Regions from separate parts of the Sus scrofa genome. Here region 1 is linked to region 2. Evidence: chromatin contacts called from public HiChIP or PLAC-seq data. All regions are on one chromosome and are shown on one strand. The core of a region is the stretch at or near the end of the contact, and the rest is flanking DNA. Distances in the headings are between cores, read along the strand shown.

The links. HiChIP or PLAC-seq counts read pairs in DNA pulled down with a chosen protein or histone mark.
Region 1: a contact with region 2 is called in an H3K27ac HiChIP or PLAC-seq map of skeletal muscle. The contact joins two enhancer-like sites. A contact is called at or near these places in 1 of 5 promoter capture datasets (liver), 5 of 47 Hi-C or Micro-C datasets (liver and skeletal muscle) and 1 of 2 datasets of contacts at active chromatin or transcription factors (skeletal muscle).

Annotation. Positions count from the first base shown.
Region 1 is chr1:109,626,024-109,630,319 of Sscrofa11.1, reverse strand. The region is part of intron 1 of TLN2 (talin-2); the gene reads left to right. Among named protein-coding and RNA genes, the nearest start is that of TLN2, 52 kb to the left of the region's middle. Within about 2 kb of position 2,154, at least 19 of the 83 cell types and tissues checked have an H3K27ac peak or open chromatin away from gene starts, as enhancers often do. A contact at or near this core is called in skeletal muscle, where this site is marked.
Region 2 is chr1:109,513,287-109,517,350 of Sscrofa11.1, reverse strand. All of the region lies in intron 2 of TLN2 (talin-2), which reads left to right. Among named protein-coding and RNA genes, the nearest start is that of TLN2, 170 kb to the left of the region's middle. Within about 2 kb of position 2,255, at least 8 of the 83 cell types and tissues checked have an H3K27ac peak or open chromatin away from gene starts, as enhancers often do. A contact at or near this core is called in skeletal muscle, where this site is marked.

The DNA.
Region 1 (4,296 bases), core at 905-3,404, 110 kb before region 2:
GGCACCCCAGGCCTACAAAATGCCCTTGAACAGGTCAGCATCTTCTCTATGGGGCTTAAGCAGAGGACTTTGCCTACTCAGAGTGTCCCTGAGCCCTGGTCACAACCTGAGGGGACACGTGGTGGTGAACACTCAGCTTTCCACCTTGGATGAGGGACTTATATATACAGTTACAGTGGAAAAAAAGACCTAGTTCAGTAGCATTAGGTGTTTGAATTGGAGATCAGAGCAGCACAGCCCTATGGGGAAATGCCTCGTTAAGCCCCAACACCCTCCCCTACATACTTTTGGATATAATTTGACCGCACACTGACATATTAAACATGAAATTAGGTAATTACATAATGAGGCAATTGGAACATGTGCCATAGCCTCAGGACACCAAAACAACCCCCTCCGAGGCTGAGTAACTACAACTGTGGCTGTACTACTTACTTGGTTTCTCAGGGTTTATGCCTGGAAGGACCACATGTCGTCTCAGACTCTGGAATTTTGAAACCAAACATTGACAAGTGGCTTGTTTGAGTTTGGTGGTTCAAGTTTGGATGCTAAAGGGATCTTAAGAACTCAGCAAATTTATGCAGCTTTCTTGAGCCTTCCCCATTTGGGAGAAGGTGCAAAGAGGAGAAAGGGAACATGGCATCTGTGGGTCTTTATGTACAGAAATAGAAAAAATGAGCAACTTGGAGAATGGGAGACCTGAAACCATGCACATCCACCTCTATGCCCCTCATCCCCAGCTTTGTTGTTCATGTTTTTTGGATTTCATTTCTGCTGGACACAATGTTTGGGATAGGAATGCATAGGAGATAAAGCTATCTTGGCCTCAGACCCTGAGCATGGCCCCAACCACATCCTCTGTTGTGCATCAGTGGGACACGTAGGGAGCATCCCCACAATGGGACATGTTGCTCTTTTAGCTCCAGATGGTCAGGTAACAAATTCACTTGTGATTCAGAGTCATTCTGCTGTAATAGTAGCTGGGCTGTGTGTGTGTGTGTGAGTAATTAAATTTTTAAATACTGTGCTTTTATTAGACTTTAAATAAGAGAAAATCTCTAGAAAAGAAGTACAGTAAACATGATGGGAAAATTAATCCTCCACTTGAAGAGAAAATGACTTGGTGTGACAGTGGGAAAAACAAGGCTCAGTCAGTTTTTAAGAGAAGTGTTTGTGAGTTGTGGAGAGCTAGGATTGAATAAATGAATTTGTGAGTGGATTTCTTTTTTCTTTTCTTTTCTTTTTTTTTTTTTTTTTTTTTTGTCTTTTTAGGGCCGCACCCATGGCACATGGAGGTTCCCAGGCTAGGGGTCTAATCAGAGCTATTGCTGCCGGCCTAAGCCAGAGCCACAGCAATGCCAGATCTGTGACCTACACCACAGCTCAGGGCAACGCTGGATCCCTAACCCACTGGGTGAGGACAGGGACTGAACCCCCAACCTCATGGTTCCTAGTCGGATTTGTTTCCACTGCGCCACGACGGGAACTCCATGAGTGGATTTCTTAATCTGTGTACATGAAAATTGGCCTGAGATGTTTGTTTACTTTCTTGCCCCATATTTCTGGAAAACTTGTTTTTTTCAAAGATAAATTTTACTCATTGATCCATTATTTACTGAGCAACTTCTATGTACCATTCAACATGTTTCAGCTACCTTGGTTTGGAAGTATAGAGGGTACCATAATCATGTACCATCTATGTATGAGAATGTGTGAGAGCACTTTCAAAAACATGCAGAAGCATGCTAATGTGTGTTAGGTGTTCTGTATTTGATTCTTTTTACTCTTAAATGTTGGAGAGTTTTAGGTTTTTAGAGTCGAGGGAACTACAGAAGGTGTTTTATGAGCTCTGACTAGGTTGCTGACGACACTAGACGTCCTTTAGTGAATTTGAATACTTATATTTAAGACTACTACTTGGCCATGACTAATTTAAATTCCTTTAGGTTATTCACTGAAATGTATGTTTACAAAATACTTGTGCCTCTTGTGAAACTTGCTGACTCCAGAGATGGCTCACAATTGGCAGGGGACAGAGAAGTGTCTGCACTTTAGCTTACTAAGCGCCAAGGAGAAGCCCTTGCCAGGCAGCATTTTCTTGTCCAGATGTGTTTGACATAATTTCTGAAATAGACTACAGCTTAGGTCACTTGGTTTCTATTTTAGAATTATGCTGAAAGAGGCATTGGGAAACCAGCCCCAAGTAGAGGGGCAGAGGTGGGGAGATGTGTCTCGACCTTAGGGGCCTCCGCCCAAACACCCGGGGGACTTAAATGTCAAGGATAAACAGTGCTTTTTTCTGAGAAAAAGGCTGCAGCTCTGAAAAGGCTCTGGCTGGGCAGTTCATTCAAAGTCTGTCACCTGTAGCTGTCAGCCACAGGGACCCAGGGAACAACCTGGCACAGAAGCCTGAGGCTTTTGCTTTATAACTTCTTGTTTTGTCTTTATTAAATCAACTCCAGGGCTGTGGTCACCCTCTGGCCGACCTTTTCCCGTGGTCCAGAAGGACCGATTCTCCAAGTTCTAAAACCTGCCAGGCCTGCTGAGAACCAGAGGGCAGATTCCCGGTACTGGGTGACTGTTACCAGTTGAGTTCTCTGGGGCATGACCTCTATTTCTAGGCTTGGTGTTAGCACTGTCTTAGGAATTTGAATTTCGTGTTGAAGTTCTCTTGCCTGTGGACTGTGAATGTATGCCCTGCTTGCTTGGGGTCTGTTTGTAGGGTGGATGGTGTGCTCCGCTTTTGGGTCATGTTTGTGCCCCAGGGTCTTTGCTCATCGTGGCTTCGGTACACAAGGGTGCCTGTTGTGGTATAAGCGATATTTTCTCATCATGCCCCTTTTAGTTCTAGCCTGGTTATTTGAAGCTTAGTGACTCGGGTCTCCTGTCTAGTTTCTCTTCCTCCTGAATCAATTGTACTTTAGGGTCATCTGTCTTCCTTCCTTGTTTTTCATACAGTTTTATCTTTGCAAAGGTAAACTTGCCATGAGGGAAAAATTTTAAACCATAGAAAGAGGCATACAATAAAAAGTAAGTTCAGCTCCTGTCCACTAAAACCATGGTCTCTTCTAAAGATGACTGTTCTTAGCAGTGTCTTGTATATTATATTAGAAGTAGTCTGTGTATGCATGAGTATTTATTTATTTATTTTGTCTTTTTTTTTTTTTTCTATTTCTTGGGCCGCTCCTGTGGCGTATGGAGGTTCCCAGGCTAGGGGTCGAATCGGAGCTGTAGCTGCCAGCATACGCCAGAGCCGCAGCAACGTGGGATCCGAGCCGCATGAGGAACTTCCTGCATGAGTATTTATTATTCCTTCTTTTTTCCCTTCATTGCCTTTTCCCATCCCCTACATGAATGGAGTACTCTATATAATTCTATTACCTTACTTAAAAAAATTTACTGGAATTCCCGTTGTGGCGCAGTGGTTAACGAATCTGACTAGGAACCATGAGGTTGCGGGTTTGGTCCCTGCCCTTGCTCAGTGGGTTAACGATCTGGCGTTGCTGTGAGCTGTGGTGTAGGTCACAGACGCGGCGCAGATCCTGTGTTGCTGTGGCTCTGGCGAAGGCCGGTGGCTACAGCTCTGATTCGACCACTAGCCTGGGAACCTCCATATGCCGCGGGAGTGACCCTAGAAATGGCAAAAAGACAAAAAAAAAAAAAAAAAAAAAAAAAAATTACCATTGTAAATCATTTTATATCAGACTATAGAAATGAGCCTCATTGTTGAACAGCTGTATAATGTTCCATTGGATCTACTAATTAGCTTCTTTTCAACTGACATTTAGCTTGTTTTTAGCCTTTGGGTGTTTTTTTTTTTTTTTTTTTTTTTTTTCCCTGCTGTGCCCATGGCATGCAAAAGTTTTTGGACCAGGGATTGAACCATTGCCATAGCAGTGACAGGCACCACAGCAGTGACAAAACCGGATCCTTAACTGACCAAGCCACTAGGAAACTCCATCCAGCTGTCTCTGTTTTACACAACGCTGTTGAGGCCAACGTACACACGCTGACATACAAGCATGAACACTTCTGTGGGATAAATTCCTAGAAGTAAAGAGATTGAGTCAGAGAGTGTGTTCATCTTTAATTTGATATTTGCCAAACTGTCCTCCAAAGGAGTGTCAGTTATCTAATCAGCAGTAGATGATTTTCCTGTTTGCCTGCACCCTTACCAACATAGTGTGTTACCAAACTTATTGGTATTTACCAATCTGCTAAGTAAAAATGGTAGCTCATGTTACTTACTATGTGGATGTTGAACTCTTTTCCAATGCTTAAGTCATTTGTATATTT
Region 2 (4,064 bases), core at 1,006-3,505:
TAGACCCCTAGCCTGGGAACTTCCATATGCCACGGGTGCGGCCCTGAAAAAAAAAAATAAATAAAAAATAGAAGAGGGAGGAGTTCCCGTCGTGGCACAGTGGTTAACGCATCCGACTAGGAACCATGAGGTTGCGGGTTCGGTCCCTGCCCTTGCTCAGTGGGTTAACGATCCGGCGTTGCCGTGAGCTGTGGTGTAGGTTGCAGATGTGGCTCTGATCCTGCGTTGCTGTGGTTCTGGCGTAGGCCGGTGGCTACAGCTCCGATTCAACCCCTAGCCTGGGAACCTCCATATGCCGCGGGGAGCGGCCTAAGAAATAGCAACAACAACAACAACAACAACAACAACAATAACAACAACAACAAAAAGACAAAAAAAAAAAAATAGAAGAGGGAAATCCTGCCATTTGCAACAGTGTGGATCGGTGGGCCTTGAAGGTATTCTGCTGAGTAAAACTGGAGAGGGGGAGAAGGATAAATACTATTCGATATTGCTTATGTGGAATCTGAAAAAGTGGAACTCATAAAAAGTCAAATGGTGGGTATCAGGGACTGGCAGGTGGGAGAAATGGGAAGATGTTGGTCGAAGGGTCAGAGGGTGCATACTTTCAGTTACAAGGTAAGTCCGTCTTCGGGATCTGATGTACAACATGGTGAATATAGTCAGTACTATATTACATACCTGGAAGTTGGAAAAATAATGTTCCTTGTTTCTGCAGACCTTGAAGAATATTTTGGGAGGGTCTTAGTACCTGTAATAGATGTGCACAGGGTGGTCCAAGGCCAGCTCTGAACCTCTTGCCTGGTTCCTTTGACCTCCTCGAGCTCAGAGTGCCCCTTTCTCTACACTCGCAGGACTGGTAGTCTGTGCCTCCTGTGGGACATCTCTATCCTCAGCCATCTTTTCATGGGTCATTCCAAAAGATTCTACATCATGCTAACCGAAAAGGAAGGAGTGAGGTTTATCAGGTCTTTCTAGAACAGCTTGTCATCAGATGCCTGGGAAAAAAAGCCCACAGTGTGGACAGGAAGGATCCTATCTTTCTGAAAAGGATAGACATGAGTTCCATAGCCTTGCAAAGATTCTAGGCTCTGATCTGCTTTGGGACATTTTTCATTTACTAGAGCAACCATTCCTAACTGATATGCCACCCAGCCATCCTACACATTGTCTTTTCGCCTTCCACCCTCTGATTGGCTCCTCTTCTGGGGAGAAAAACCTTTTCAAAACAAGTTTGAGTAGAGTTACGAAAAAAAAAATCACTGTGCTCTTTGCACGGTGACTTGTAATGGAACCAAAGAAACGGTTTCATGGTAAGTTAGCTTTGTTCTGGTTTGCCTTGTTGCTTTTCAGGGCAACATAGTCATGGCATCAATAGCCTAAGTCAATGAACATTTGGGGGTGACCCCAAGGAACAGTTTGATATGTGTATTATGATTTTTCTTCTATTGACAAAGGGAATGAAAAATAGGGAATGAAAAACAGTACATTTCTTTGCTTTTTTTTCATAAATTGCATGTTGTGATAATGATTAAGGCATTGGGGGGCAAGTCAACCTTCTGTAGACTAGGAAAGAAATAGTGGGGAAAAGGTAGGTTAATAAGGTAGGAAATATTTCCAGTGAGGAAACCCCATTTTAACCCTGCATCTGCATGGTATATCGTATCCATGTGTATAGATGTGTTATTTACCAAGTTTTCCAGGCATAGCAGAGGCTGAAAATCTTTGATAAATTTGCATATCCTTATATGCTCATCTAAATCAATGAGGAACAATTGTTCTTGGACAGAGGCCTGAACTTCATACCACTCTGCATGCACTGGTGACCCTGTGCAAGCCTAGCCTGGGTGGCGTGTGTTGACAGTACCTTGTTCCAACTGGGCACTTGATAAATAATATAAATAAATAAATGGGTACCCAGAATAGCAGCTCGAAGCCGAGGATGTTTGTGTCCCAGACTAATCCTGTCAGTTCTTTGAACATGCTTTGGAAAGAGCACCAGGGCAGGACCTGGCTATCTCTGTGAGTCACAGGTCTTTGGATGTTTCCTTTCTGTATTCTGCTGGTTCTGTGAGGTAGTAGAACCAGGCATGTAGGACTTCAGGTCAGGCTGGAACATTCTGAAGGACTGGAAACTTGATGAGAGGGGAATAGTCCTTTTGCTTCTTAAGGCAAGAGCAGGTCCTCTGATAGGAGTGTGGCTGGTCTGTTTGGCAGATGTTGTGGGGAGGGAAATAGGCACTGACTTCAGCCTCCTGCATCTGTGAAGGGGCTCTCATGACCTGCTGGTGACAAAGAAAAGCAGTTGCTGAAAACCACATGGCTTTACTGACAGAGATTCTTGATGGGGACTTCCCCTTTAGCACAAAGCCAGAGAGTTGAGTTGGGACATGGCTGATCTGCCTCTGCTGAATTCAGGGAATGGATTTAAAAGTGTGGACAGAGATTTTTGTAGTGATGATTGGTTGTTGTTTTCCTCTTAATGAAACAACAGCTGTTGGATTCAACCTTCTGTTTTTGCCATGTTAATTTTGGTTATTACATGTTTCATTCCACAGTTGTGAACTTGTGAGACGTTTTTGAAAGGAGAAGCAGAAAATGTGGTGTTCCAGACTTGCTTTTCAGGAGGCAGGTTTCCTAACTTCCCTTTGTTCTGAGGTTTACTCTTTCTGTCCAGTCCCAGGAACAGGAGAGAAGGCCCTTCTTAGCATACAGATCCAGCGAGGGTCTAGGCCAGCGATGATGGTTCACCAAGCCATCTCGGTACAATGGACAGTGCAGGTAGAAAGGCAAAACCAGGTTGGTTACTGGCTACAGAGCCAAGACAGGGCCCATTAGAACAGGAAGCACTTTGAGATCCATCTCCAGTAGCCACGTGGCTGACAATAAAGTACAATTTTGGAAGCATTTATAGACTTGAGCAACTAGTAGAACTAAATTCCTTGTGGTAATTATTGTGATATGCAGAGACTATGAAAGACATGGAATGTTTCAGTTGATAAGCCTTTGATCTGTAATATTGCATTTCATTTACTGGCACCTGCAGACAATCTGGGAACCTCTTCAGAACCCATTTAAAACCCAAGAAGAGAAAGCAGTGTTAATTGGGGGAGAAAGAGGATGAAGCAACAGTATTGAACAGATAACTCTGTCCATTGATCAAAGAAATTGCTGGTCTCTAGGAGAGGAGGGTTAACTGTTTACTAAGCTCTCAATCATTGTAGGTATATACACATTGGAAAGATATTGCTTTACTCTCAAGTTCATTTATAGTGGTGGTATAAATTTTGTCAGACAACCCCTCTATTTCTGTAACCTGTTGAAAACATGTTCAGATGCTATTAATATAGACCACAAATGGGACATCAAAATCCTTGGGCAGGTAGGAGACCTGACATGCCACACACCAAAGGGTTGACCATGAGTGGCCAGGATAACATCAATCCAATAGCTATATCAGCATCTTTGCTGCTTGCATATGAACACGCAAAGGTTCTCATGTTCTTGTTGCCATCTTCAATGGAAATGGGTCCTGACATCATTCTTCAACTTTACTCATTATTTCCCAATTATCTCTGTGGTGGGGAGAAATCAAATCTCAGGCTCTGTTTATTTCATGTCCCTCCTTAAAATCTTACAGATGTATGGTGCTCTACAGGGACTTGGGCCTGCAAGCATGAAAGGGGATGTAAAAAGCTTGGGAGGTGATTGGAGCCTATTGTTCTGTGAATGCCGTGGCCTGTGCTTTCCTGTTTTCTACTCTGGTGTTGCCCTTAGGATGATTTTATACAGATGTTTGCGAAAGTCGGGGACTTTACTTTTTCAACCTCAGAGTTAGTCTGCACCTTCCCTGGAAGGACTTCAGTGATCTGCATATGGGAGGGCAGCCTGATGAATTTCTGATCTTCCTCCAGTTGTTGCTGCCAGTCTGGTTGTGAAATGTGCCAGGACCATGGCCAACTGTGTAATGTTGAAATCTGTTGCATCTGAAATGCCTTTCTATCTTGTACATTGCCTTGTGAAATAAGAAGGTATGACTGGCAGGGAGCAGGAGGTTTAAATCA